4 separate regions of the Mus musculus genome follow, and all the other regions are linked to region 4. The links are chromatin contacts, called in public Hi-C, Micro-C and promoter capture Hi-C maps. All regions are on one chromosome and are shown on one strand. The core of a region is the stretch at or near the end of the contact, and the rest is flanking DNA. Distances in the headings are between cores, read along the strand shown. Region 1 overlaps Banp (BTG3 associated nuclear protein). Region 2 holds the start of Snai3 (snail family zinc finger 3). Region 3 has its middle 39 kb from the start of Gm34413. Region 4 overlaps Zfp469 (zinc finger protein 469).

Region 1 (2,700 bases), core at 34-2,533, 250 kb before region 4:
GGAGACACACTTGATCTGCCTGCTGGAAATGAAATGATCCAGGTTTGTAAGTGTTTCTTGTCGGGAGATGTGGGTGGCCTGACCAGTGTTTTCCAGGGACCTTGAAAGAAGGGTCAGGTCAGAGCTCTGGACAGCAGGCACGTCCTGCTTGCCATAGGTCCTTACAGAGCCTGTGCCACACACTAAGCCCAGGCTTACAGAGGCTGCCACAATGACTGCCACTGTCTATGCTGAATCCCACAGAGGCCTGAGGCTAAGAGCTTGCTTGGGCAGCCAGAGACATCAGAGTGGAGGTGCATGTTAGGGGTTTGGCATTGCTGACAAGGTCACTGTGAACAGGCATGGACTTTACATGCAGATGTGTGCATGTGCACATCTATGACCACATGTGTCTTAAGACATGTGTATAGGCATACGAAACAATTGATGGCATATGAAGACATATGGCTTGATGAATGGCCATTAAGTCAGGCCCATCTGCTGAGCTTGGAGCCTTCGTCCCACGGAGCCTTTCATTCTTGGAGACAGGGCCATTCTGCTATTGCAGCAGTTCTGGTGTTTGTGTCCTTTCCTTCCTTCTGAAGCTGCTGCTTCTGCTGTTCAAGGAACCCCCCCCCCCTCCCACTGCCTGTCCTTGGGTTACCCTGGTGGATGGCCCAGGGTAGGTCAGGGGAGACAGCCAGGTACACGTGGGCCAAAGATCCTCCATAGACACTGTCCTGTCTGTTTGACCTCAGGTTCTTGCAGTGAGACTAGGAAGCTCCGGGGACTCAGATGCTGTGTGGGAAATGTTCATCTGTCTGTAGAGCATGGCTTCGCTAGCCTGCAGGGTTGGCAGAGAAGCATGTGGGACCCAATAAGATCCACAAGAACTGCTGAGTAAAGAGAGCAGGAGGTATTCTGGGTAAATGCAGGGGAAGAGAGAGCCCAAGCTGCCCTGCCTACCCATGAAAGGTCAAGAGTCTGGAAGAGCCAAGGCTCTAACCAAGTCTGCCACCAATGGCCGTCCCCAAACAGGAGCTCTTGCTTGCTCTTTCCTAAATATAAAATTCTAGGTTTTGTTTCACGTTGACCTGCTTGGTCAGATGAAGCAGAGCACCAGGCCTGGAGAAATGTAGTTCTGAGCACAGACGATGACCTTGCCTACAAGTCAGTGTGAAGGAGAAACCCAAGGGCTCTGTCAGTGACTCTTAGAAGACTGGATCATTGTACTCTGTTCAGGCTTTTCCCTCTGCAAGGGGCCTAGCTTAATCTAAAACCAGGAGCCTTTACTGTCAGCCAGCTGTTGGGCAACTCAGCATCTGTTGCCCTGCTCTGCTCTGAAGAGGGAGGGTGTGGCCAGTAGCATTGTGCAGCAGCTGTGCCAGAGTGGGTGTGGAATAGGGAACGCTGAGGTTTTGGGGGCAGAAGTACCAGGCAAGTGTTTATGTGGACTTTTGAGCTTGCCTGGAAACCAGAGCCCAGATGTGTGTTTGCACACCCTCTTTCCTTTTAATTAACCTGAGTTTAAGCACCTAGAGAGGGCCGAGGGCCAGCTCCCCTGTGTTTGCATAGCCCACTGCCTGTCACCATGGCCCATGGAGATTCCTGTCCTCCTATGCCCAGATGTTGACATACAGAAAAGCATCAGTAAGCAGGTTCAGGGAGGTGTGTCTGGAGGGCTGTCTGTGTGCAGGGACAGGCTGTCACTGCTGCTGCTGTCTCTTGACTCTTCCCTGAGCAGAGTCTGTCAGGTCCTCCATAGGTGCGCGGACTCACACTGGAAGTGAGATGACCCAGAAGCCACTGCACTCTCCAGGAAAGAGGTAGAGCGACCACTTCCCAAAGACATGCCAAGAGTCCTTAGGAAAGAGCCACTTCCTGATTCTGTCACTGCAGCCCATCTGACGGAGTTCAGCAGCAGTTGCCAAGGGGACAGCTATATTCAGTCTTTTGGCAGTCATTTCCCCAAATAGTTCTCACTTTTTCTTAGCTATTCAAAAATGTTAAAAAGGGCTTTTCAGTCATTAAAAAAAGTACCCCCCCCTCAATATTTTCCCACTACCGTGAACCTGAGTGTGTTTTCGTTTGGCAGACCCTCATTAGCATAAGAGACACTGTCCTCGATTGCAGTGTGTCCTTTAAAAAGGCACATGTCATCTGACAGCACAGCTCTTCTTAGAAGTTGACTGGGTGTTTGTGCTGCTGTCTCTGCTTGTGGGGAACCACATGGTCTTCTCCATACCAAAGGGTGGTGTGCCATCATGCCACAGGAGCCTCCAATATGGGCATTCCGTCCACTGCTGTTCTTGCCTGCCTGGGACTGTACAACACTGATGAGGGCGGGGCCCATGGTTCCTGGCAACTGTGAAGGAGCAGATGGAGGCTCTGCATTGCCTGCCTCGAGCCCCCTGCCCAGTTGTGTGAGCACCAGGTGTGGTTTGTGGGAAGTGAATCAGTGGTAAGAATATCCAGGGCTGGGGTCACCCCAAGGGTCACCCTGAGTTTAGTCCCTCCTCCAGGTCCATTCTGAGGCAGGGTCACTAGTTATACAGGGTCAGGATGCTGGAAGGATGCAGCTAAGAAGGACCGAGGGGTCTGTTCTGTAGTGACTTGCTCCTGGTGTCTCTGCTTATACCCTCCCCACAGCCTGTTTACCTCTCACTCTCCCCACCACAGTAGCTCTTCCCTTCTCTCTCTCTCTCTCTCTCTCTCTCTCTC
Region 2 (2,700 bases), core at 177-2,676, 190 kb after region 4:
GTGGATTTCTGAGTTCGAGGCCAGCCTGGTTTACAAAGTGAGTTCCAGGACAGCCAGGGCTACACAGAGAAACCCTGTCTCGAAAAACCAAAAAAAAAAAAAAAGGAAGTAAGCTGGTATGTGCTCTCCAAGTGCAATCTAAGGTTTTAACTCTTAAAACAATGGCCTAGGGCCAGAGGCATGGCTCAGTGGTAAGTGCTTGACTAGTCTTGTGTGGGGCATTGATTCTATCCTCCATACAAGGAAAAAAAACTACATTCACTATAAGTACAACTTTCTACCTCCTCTGTAAGGAGACCCAACCACCCAACCAAAAGAAAAATCACACTCTAATAGCGTCTGTTATAGAACTGCTGTTGGTGACTCACTAAATTGAATCAAAAATGTCTCCCCCACCCCCAAGAGCAGGGTCCTAGATAGCACCCCCTGGTGGCAGCAGAGGTGATGATGGGGCCTGATCCAAGAACTCCCACCAGCTGGGGCTATATGAGGGGTGCTGGCCTGAGGCCCGACATCCAAAGTGTCCCGAGGCACTGGGCAACTTCCTAGTAGGTCTTTCTCTGAGAAGTTGCCCACCTGAGTGGGGGTAGCTCTGACCATCAGGCTGGCTCTGAAGATTAAGGGTTCTCTTCTCAGGTGCTCAGACCTAAAGCCCCTGAACCTAGCCGTAAAGGTGGACAACTGAGCCTGTTGTGTGGAGGTCGGCTCTTCCTTGGTCACTGCACCAGGAGAGCAAGGAGGCTTCTGGGAAGAGCGAAGACCACCAGAGGTTGTTTGCTCTATCAATGAGCTCACCACCCACGAGGCAGGATGCTCTGGGGGAGTCCTGCCTTTTCTCACCAGCCACCATCTGCGGGTAGGACAAGTTTCCTGGCCTTGTGGTTAGTGAGACCTTCTTTAGGTGGGTGTATACAGCGCCTGGGACATACTTTAAGTTTGGACCCTTCCAGACCTGCACAGAGAGGACTTCAGGACTTCAGCTGAGCAGTCCGCAGGGAGAGCTCCGGGGAGATCTGGGGCTCAGGAAACTTTGCCAAGTGGGGAGCCCAAGGCATGCCCGAATCTTCTGAAGCAGAGAAGTTAGTTGCCCTGGGCACATCCCTCTTAGAGCCCCAGTCTTAAGCCAGAAGGGGAACCTCCTCCTCTGTTGAAATGGAAAACTCTAGCCCCTTCCCCTCTCACCTGGGGCAGGTGTGACCCAGCTCCCAAGGACTTCCCAGCTGCCTCCAGCCCCGAAGCGCTGCGAGCTGGGGGCGGAGATCCGGCCAACCCCTACCTCTCAGTGTCTCCAGTTTCCCGTAGTTGGGGACCCTGTGACTGGAGTGCGTTTTCACCAGGAAGGAGCGCGGCATGGTCCCCTCCCGAGAGCAGGCAGAGTCTAGCCAGAGCCTGCAGCGGGATTACCGACTGCAGAGTCTGGCGGCGCCGGCGGGCCGCGCGGCCGGCAGGTGCGAGAAGGGTCAGGCTCATTAGCATAGCGCACCACCTCAGCCAACCAGCGCGGAGCACGGCGGGGCGGGGCCGCGAAGCCACGCCCAGGACAGGTGCGCGGGCGGGGAACCCGCCGCGTGGTCGGCGGTGTCTGCCCCACGGGACTCCGCTGGCCCGCGTCATGGTCACGCACCGACCCCGCGGGGGCTCGCCATCGACCTGCCCTGGATGAAAGAGCAGAGTTCAGGGTTAGGTGACAGGTGCCAGCCAACTTGGCCGAGCAGAGTCCCTAACCTCTCCAGCATCCTTTATAATCCATGCCCAGGAGAGTCGGAACAGCCCTGTCTGGTTGTCTAGGCTCTCCGTGTGGATGTTTACGACGTTAGAGTCTGGTGGGACAGTCTCTGGGGTAGGTGGACAGAGCACCAACTGGGTGTGTCTGTCTGTGGCTGAGTAGCAGGGCTGTGTGGCCAGAACTGAACTTTACCCTATAACCCCACATTCCTTGGCATCTGTGGGCTGAGGTGGGAAGGGAAGGTGAGTCGGCAGCGTAGGAGACAGTGGGGGAAGGGGCCTGAGTCACCCTGGCGTTCACATTCACGGTTGCAGGGCACGGTAGCTGGTGTCATTCCGTTTCTGGGAGAAAAGCAAGGTTCTGAGAGTTCTGTGGTCGACAGAACTGGTAACATTAGCCCACACTCCTGGCTGGTCAGATGTGGCTGCAAGTACTCTTTTGTTATGGTGTAATTGTGTGGAAATAGGGCATCTGTGGGAAGGCTATCTGAGGACACATTCCTGCTGGCTGCCCATTCCCCTGTACCTTGGATTTGTAAGTAGCCTTTTTTGTAACCTCTCCCCTTCCAGGCATAGATAAAAAGCCTATGGTTCCTAAACCGGCTTGCACTTGCATATCCTTCCTGTCCACCCACACAATGCGTAGCCTTGGGCTGACTCTCCCAGCTCATCTCCTAACCTCCTTAAAGAGGGATGATCTGGCCTGCTTGAGGGGAACTGCCAGTTTCATGAAAGGTGCTGGGCCCACCTTTGAGGCGGGGCCCCAATAGGCTTCTGACATTCATAAGCCATTACCGTGAAGGAAATTGGAGATCCCCACTTCTCTGAGCCCCCTCACCTTGCTGCTGTGCAAGTTCATTCTTCAGCTATGACTCACAGTTACAGGCCAGCAGGCTTCATGCAGCCCCAGGGAAGAGGTAGTAGCTGTCTCCAGCACTGGGGTTTAAAATTCTTAAGCCCACGGCTGTGGGAAGC
Region 3 (2,700 bases), core at 125-2,624, 210 kb before region 4:
AAGGGCAACAGGCCGCACACAGCACCTGGGACAGCCTGTCTGCTGGCTTTTGCTTTCTCTCCCATCCCTGAACTTGGACTTCCTCCACCATAAAGCAGAGCAGCACTTCAATGACATGCAGATGTGGGGCTGATTTCCCTCTCTGGGTAGAGTGGGCTGATCTGGGCTCAGATTGCTGCTCTACGGTTTCCCAGCAGTGCGACCCCTGTATGAAAGGCGGGTTTTAGAAGATGATGTCCTGACATATACATACCAAAGGCATACATGCCAGCAATCTTAATGCATTCATTTATGAGGGAGATGGGAAGATGCTGCCAGCATCTCACAGATCCACTGAGCCAAGCAGGCAAATTCATGGGGAGTGTCGGGGGAATTTACAGATCAGTTCTGAAGAGGCAGCAATGGAGCAGGAGACCAGAGGCCACTCCCTTATACCCAGCAGGCCTTCACGGCTTCTGAGGCAGAGGCTAGGCAGTGAGTGGGCAGGCTGGAAGTACAGCCTCTTCCCACCTCAGTTTGCTGAGCTTCCATGGAGCCTTGACAAAGAAGAGAGCAAGTATGGCTGCTTCGCATAAGCTGAGGGGTCACGGAGCTGGCCGGGAGTCTGTTTCTCCACCCTCCCTCCCTCCCCTCCTTCCTGTTCCTTTAAGGGCAGATCCCAGGCTCAGAGGCCTCGCCCACTGCCATCCCTGGGGCATCCTCAGGAGCCCCTCCAGCCTAGCTTGCATCCATCATCATTAGCTGTCCCGATGAGCTTGACCTTGCTCTTCTGGAAGCATTCAGCCATTCTCCAGGTCACCAATTCCCTTTCCGGCCGGTTGCGTAAAAGCAGCCAGACATTGAGGTTTTCATTGGAATCCCTTGCTGCAGGTGTGGCCGTAGGCAACACCTGCTATGGGACTTCGGGTCTGTGGCTTGGGTGCATGTTCCAGAAGTGGGAGGGGACTGGGGCTCTGGTGCAGGAAGCTGTTCCTGCTGGATGGGGGTGGCCTGTGACACAGCTGGGGACAACCTCGAGTTTGCAGCTCGCAGTGGGCTTCCCGGCCCCTCGCTACTTGAGTTCTGTCTAAGGGAAGCGAAGGTGGCTGACTGGCAGGGAGGCTAGCCTCAGCTACTCAGCCTGCTCCTCCCGGTAAAACGAGGGAATTGTGGGTAGGTAGATGGGAGGTCTGAGTTTTGTTCTGACCGTGGCCAGCCAAGTTTGCAGAGTGAGGCTTTGTCTAATCCAGAGATCAGGCTCTTCTGGGAAGAATAGGGTGGGGGAAGCCAAACTCCATCAAGCAGCTAGGGAACCTCCCCCAAGACAGGACAGAGAGCACACGTGCCAGAGACACAAGTCTGTGAAAAGAGAGAAACCTTTGCCCTGGCTCATTTCTCAGAGGGCTCAGAATAGACTCAGGGCCACCCTGAGGTTGGGTGGGGTCTTTAAAGGGAGCCAGAGGCCCACCACCAGGCAGGAGCTGGCTCCCCCTGGTGTGGGCAGAAGGCTGGGTTCTACCTACTCCATACAGGACAAGCCACTCTGTGCTTTGCCCTCATTTGCATTTCCTAGAGTGACATCATCAGGTGTGAGAGGGTAGCCTTAGTGCAGGGGCTGGGAACTTACTTAAGGGTGGCTGGAGGAAGTGGCCATGGCATATCACCTAGCCACCTACTGATGATGGGGGGTGGGGAGGGAGAGGGCTCCCTGGACCTCCAGTGGCTGGGCTAGAACCCAGCATGGCAGCAGAGGGTATGAGAGAAGCCACTGCTGGACAAGGCTAAAGACCAGAAAACCCGAGTCATTGTACCCCTGGGTAGGGCCTGTTGAGTAAACAGAGATCTGCTATACGCATCAGCTCCCCACTGGGTGAAAGATGTTTGTGGGTGTCCCACGCTGATCCTGAAGGGGTGGATCAGGCCACCATAACTGGAAGGCCAACATGCTATACTGGATCGTCTGGCTTCCGCTTGGGGGCAGTGGGATCAGTCCCTGGGAGCTGGTAGTGTTGGTTCCAGGGCTTGAGAGGATGGGTTGGAGTGAGTGGGGACTCTGAGGGCAGTGGAGTCCCTACTATATCATGAGCTGAAAGCTGACGTTGGTCACAAGCCCTGGTCAGGCTTCAACATGAGATGTCATCAATTATGTAGATAGAACACGAACTCTGAAGGGGGTTCATTTGGCCCAGGGCCCGTGAGAGTTTGGCCCTAATGCTGGGCTCTTGGCTCCCATGTCTAAGCCCAGCCCTGGGCCTCCGGGAGAGTTGAGTAGGTGAAATGCCATACATACTTGTGTGCATCCATAATTGATTCCAATGGCCTAAGGATGATAAATCACTCGCTGCTTTCTCCGTAACCTCCTCATCCTGTCTTCCTAATCCCGAGTTGTCAAAGCAGCTGCCAGACCACATTGCACTGCTGTGATGTGTCCAGGATGGCCTCTGAGAGCAGGTTTATTCTTTACAATAGGGGTCCCATGTCAGTCTGTCTCTCTGTTCTCATGGCCATGGACAGAGCTGCGTCAGTGTATCCAGGGTAAGGACAGGGAGCAGGGGTAGGAGGAGTGAGGACCTCTCAGAAGAAAGACAGGACAAGCGAATCTCACTGCTCAGCTATGCCAGGCACAGGCCTTCCAGCCCACTCGCTCCTGTTTCCCAGTGTGGCACAACCAGGAAGCCTTCTATTCATTTGCCTATGAATGATGACAGACGGCAGCTTAAA
Region 4 (2,700 bases), core at 57-2,556:
GGGCTCTCTCTGCCTGTCCCGAGAGGAAGAGGATGTGTGGGATGATGAAGTCATGAGTTTGCCCGAGTCCCTCCTCCTCGATGGCCTTCTAAGCAATAAGACACCTGGCCTTGACCCATGGACCCCCAGCCTCAGCCTGTGGGCCCTGGAATCCGACAGGCAAACCAGCTGCGTGGAGGAGAAGCCTTCCTGCTTGATGGAGAACCAAGATGAATGGTCAGAGCCCATCCCGCAGCTGCACATGGTCCCAGCAGCCTGGCGGGACCTGGAACACTGTAGCCCAGCCTGTGAGACAGCCTCTTCTGTTGGAGACATGAGCCCGGAACCCCCTAACCTAGAAAGGGAACATGACAACAGGCCTCCTGGAAATGCCAGCCTGCCCCCACTTTACGTTAAGGACTTTGAGGCTCTCAGCACCCAGCTGGAGATACAAGACCTGTGCTTTCTGAGACCCTGTAGTGACCTTGTTGAACTCTCTAACCCAGGCGCCCTAGACTTCCAGGTCACAGCAAATTCACAAGGCCCTCCAGACAAAAGAATGGAGGGAACTGCCCGGGCCAGACGAGCCAAAGGCAGAGACCTGCGGGTGAAGGGCAAGAGGGCCTCCTACAAGTGCAGGGTGTGCTTCCAGCGGTTCCATAGCCTGGGCGAGCTGGATCTCCATAAGCTGTCGCACAGCCCCTCGCCGCCCCCAACTTGCTACCTGTGCGTGGAGCGCAGATTCAGTTCCCGGGAGCTTCTACGGGAGCACTTGTGGGAGAAGCACGTGCAGGGCAAAGCAGGGCCGTGGGCCTGTGGCATGTGCCTGAAGGAGGTGGCTGATGTCTGGATGTACAACCAGCACCTTCGGGAGCACGCAGCCCGCTTTGCCCGAAATGGCCAGGCGCGGCGAGCCTTAGGAGACCTGCCCGGGTGCTTGGAAGGGGAAAGCGCCCTCACGCACTTCCTGAACACCATTGTGGAGCGAGCATCCAAACCCCAGAGGACCAAGCGCTCGATCGGCAAAGACAGTAGGGAGCCATCAGAGCAGGAAGGAGACGCTGGAAAGAAAACCCCAAGAAGGATGAAGCGCAAGGCACGTGCCTCGGTCACCCCCAGCCAAGATGGCGCCGAAGGAGGCAGCCTATCCGTTCTGACCAGCAGTTCTGCCACCTGCTCTGACTCTGCCAAGACGCCCCCCGCCCCGTCCCCAGACCCTTGGTCCCACGGCGAGTCCCCGCTCCAAGCTGTACCAGTGCACGAGGACTGCAAGGACCCCTCCCGTGACTGCCACCACTGTGGGAAGCAGTTCCCCAAGCCCTTCAAGCTGCAGCGCCACCTGGCGGTGCACAGCCCACAGCGCGTCTACCTGTGTCCCCGGTGCCCGCAGGTCTACCCTGAGCCCTGGGAGCTGAAGGTACACCTGGGCCTGACCCACGGGGTGACAGAGGAGAAGGAGCTCCCACACGTGCCTCTCTATGCCTGTGAGCTCTGCGCCAATGTCATGCACGTCATCAGGAGGTCCTTTGTCTGCAGCTCCTGCAACTACACCTTTGCAAAGAAGGAGCAATTCGACAGGCACATGGGCAAGCACCTGAGTTGCGACCTGCAGCCCTTCACACTCCGGAGTGTTAAGCGGCCAGGGGTTCCTAGGAGGAAGACCCGTGTCTCCCAGGATGTGCTACCCAGCAAGCAGAACAGGCTGATGGCGCCCTTCAGTCCCCCTGAGCTCAGCACTGACAGAATCCCCTCCACAACCAGCCCTACACCAAGTGAGGTGTCCCTTCCTGCACTGCCCCTAGCGCCTAGCCTCATCCTGGACCAGCCCAGTTCTCAAGAGAACCCTGTGGACCAGGCAGACCACTCACCCAGGGGGAACAACCTACCACTGAGTGGCCAGGATCTTCCACCTCCGTCTCTGTCTCCTTTCTCAGCTGCCTCAGCTGAAGGTACAGGCGGCTGCTGCAAGCTGAACAGAACCCTGGAGAAACCAGAACACGAGGCTTCCTTGGGAAGCCTTGAGCCATGTAAATGGCAGGCTCTGGTAGGGGAAAAGAGGGCCCTTCACCTGTTCCCAGGAAAACACAAGAGTCCAGGCAACGGAGACAAGTGTGCCCCTGGGTGTTCCCCAGGGCACCCCTCTCAGCTCCAGGAGAGGCTAGTGACCACACACCACATGGCACCTGAGGGGAGAATAGAGGGTCCCTCCCAGAAGGGCAATGCCACCAAACCAGGAGCCTACTCAAGTACCTCCCATCACAGAGCAGCAGAGCCCACCAAAAAAGCACTGAAGCCACCAGCACCACCCCGAAAACCAGGAGGGATGGGGATCCCAGCCGCAGAGCTGGTCTTGAGTCCTGAGGACAGGGTAAAGCCCAACACTTCTAAAGGTAAACTGCGAGGCACCCCTCAGAGCAGTGGAGGGCTCCAGCCTGGCACTCAGACAGGGGGTGGCAGCCAGCCCCAGCCAACCAGTGGGCAGCTCCAAAGTGAGATGGCCTCCACCCCTACTGAGCCCAGCTGTCCTAGCTGGGCGAGCTCCACCCCGGACCAGCCCCCACCTCGAGCCCACACCAAGGGTAGCACCAGAGGGCCTGGGGACGCTGTTCATCAGGGGGTCCAAGTGCATTCAAGTCCCAGGGAGAAAAGAGAAAGCCATGGAAGACAAAGGAAGGGCCAGGCCCTGGGACTGGGCAGACATGGAAGCGTGGGAAACACTGG

What was found. Promoter capture Hi-C pulls out the DNA fragments that hold promoters and counts their contacts. Hi-C and Micro-C count contacts between places; a contact is called where the count stands out from the background.
Region 1: a Hi-C map of bone marrow-derived macrophages shows a contact between it and region 4, with 33 read pairs. The contact joins two enhancer-like sites. A contact is called at or near these places in 2 of 39 promoter capture datasets (embryonic stem cells and trophoblast stem cells), 1 of 15 datasets of contacts at CTCF or cohesin (pro-B cells), 5 of 484 Hi-C or Micro-C datasets (the AML12 cell line, bone marrow-derived macrophages, cumulus cells and 2 more), 7 of 115 datasets of contacts at active chromatin or transcription factors (SST interneurons, bone marrow-derived macrophages, craniofacial prominence and 3 more) and 2 of 9 other capture datasets (adipose tissue and embryonic stem cells).
Region 2: a promoter capture Hi-C map of embryonic stem cells shows a contact between it and region 4, with 2.7 times the contacts expected there. The contact joins the promoter of Snai3 here to the enhancer-like site in region 4. A contact is called at or near these places in 13 of 39 promoter capture datasets (the 3T3-L1 cell line, 3T3-L1-derived adipocytes, the C10 cell line and 9 more), 20 of 484 Hi-C or Micro-C datasets (the G1E-ER4 cell line, Th1 cells, bone marrow-derived macrophages and 8 more), 8 of 115 datasets of contacts at active chromatin or transcription factors (bone marrow-derived macrophages, embryonic stem cells, epiblast stem cells and 3 more) and 4 of 9 other capture datasets (adipose tissue, embryonic stem cells, liver and 1 more).
Region 3: a contact with region 4 is called in a Micro-C map of embryonic stem cells, with 3 times the contacts expected there. The contact joins two enhancer-like sites. A contact is called at or near these places in 7 of 39 promoter capture datasets (the 3T3-L1 cell line, the HPC-7 cell line, HPC-7-derived erythroid cells and 4 more), 1 of 15 datasets of contacts at CTCF or cohesin (pro-B cells), 9 of 484 Hi-C or Micro-C datasets (the G1E-ER4 cell line, beige adipocytes, bone marrow-derived macrophages and 5 more), 4 of 115 datasets of contacts at active chromatin or transcription factors (astrocytes, bone marrow-derived macrophages and embryonic stem cells) and 3 of 9 other capture datasets (adipose tissue, embryonic stem cells and pancreatic islet).

The regions. Positions count from the first base shown.
Region 1 is chr8:122,020,603-122,023,302 of GRCm38.p6, forward strand. Banp (BTG3 associated nuclear protein) reads left to right here. Exons shown (of 14, transcript NM_016812.4): 12 at 1-42. Among named protein-coding and RNA genes, the nearest start is that of Mir7237, 44 kb to the left of the region's middle. Within about 2 kb of position 1,284, at least 78 of the 459 cell types and tissues checked have an H3K27ac peak or open chromatin away from gene starts, as enhancers often do. A contact at or near this core is called in SST interneurons, bone marrow-derived macrophages and forebrain, where this site is marked.
Region 2 is chr8:122,459,263-122,461,962 of GRCm38.p6, forward strand. It overlaps Snai3 (snail family zinc finger 3), which reads right to left and starts at 1,427. Exons shown (of 3, transcript NM_013914.3): 1 at 1,277-1,427. The coding sequence starts at 1,352.
Region 3 is chr8:122,054,812-122,057,511 of GRCm38.p6, forward strand. It overlaps a transcript of Zfp469 not described here. Among named protein-coding and RNA genes, the nearest start is that of Gm34413, 39 kb to the right of the region's middle. Within about 2 kb of position 1,375, at least 43 of the 459 cell types and tissues checked have an H3K27ac peak or open chromatin away from gene starts, as enhancers often do. A contact at or near this core is called in embryonic stem cells, where this site is marked.
Region 4 is chr8:122,268,310-122,271,009 of GRCm38.p6, forward strand. Zfp469 (zinc finger protein 469) reads left to right here. Exons shown (of 3, transcript NM_001362883.1): 3 at 1-2,700. Among named protein-coding and RNA genes, the nearest start is that of Zfpm1, 12 kb to the right of the region's middle. Within about 2 kb of position 1,307, at least 50 of the 459 cell types and tissues checked have an H3K27ac peak or open chromatin away from gene starts, as enhancers often do. A contact at or near this core is called in SST interneurons, bone marrow-derived macrophages, embryonic stem cells and 3 more, where this site is marked.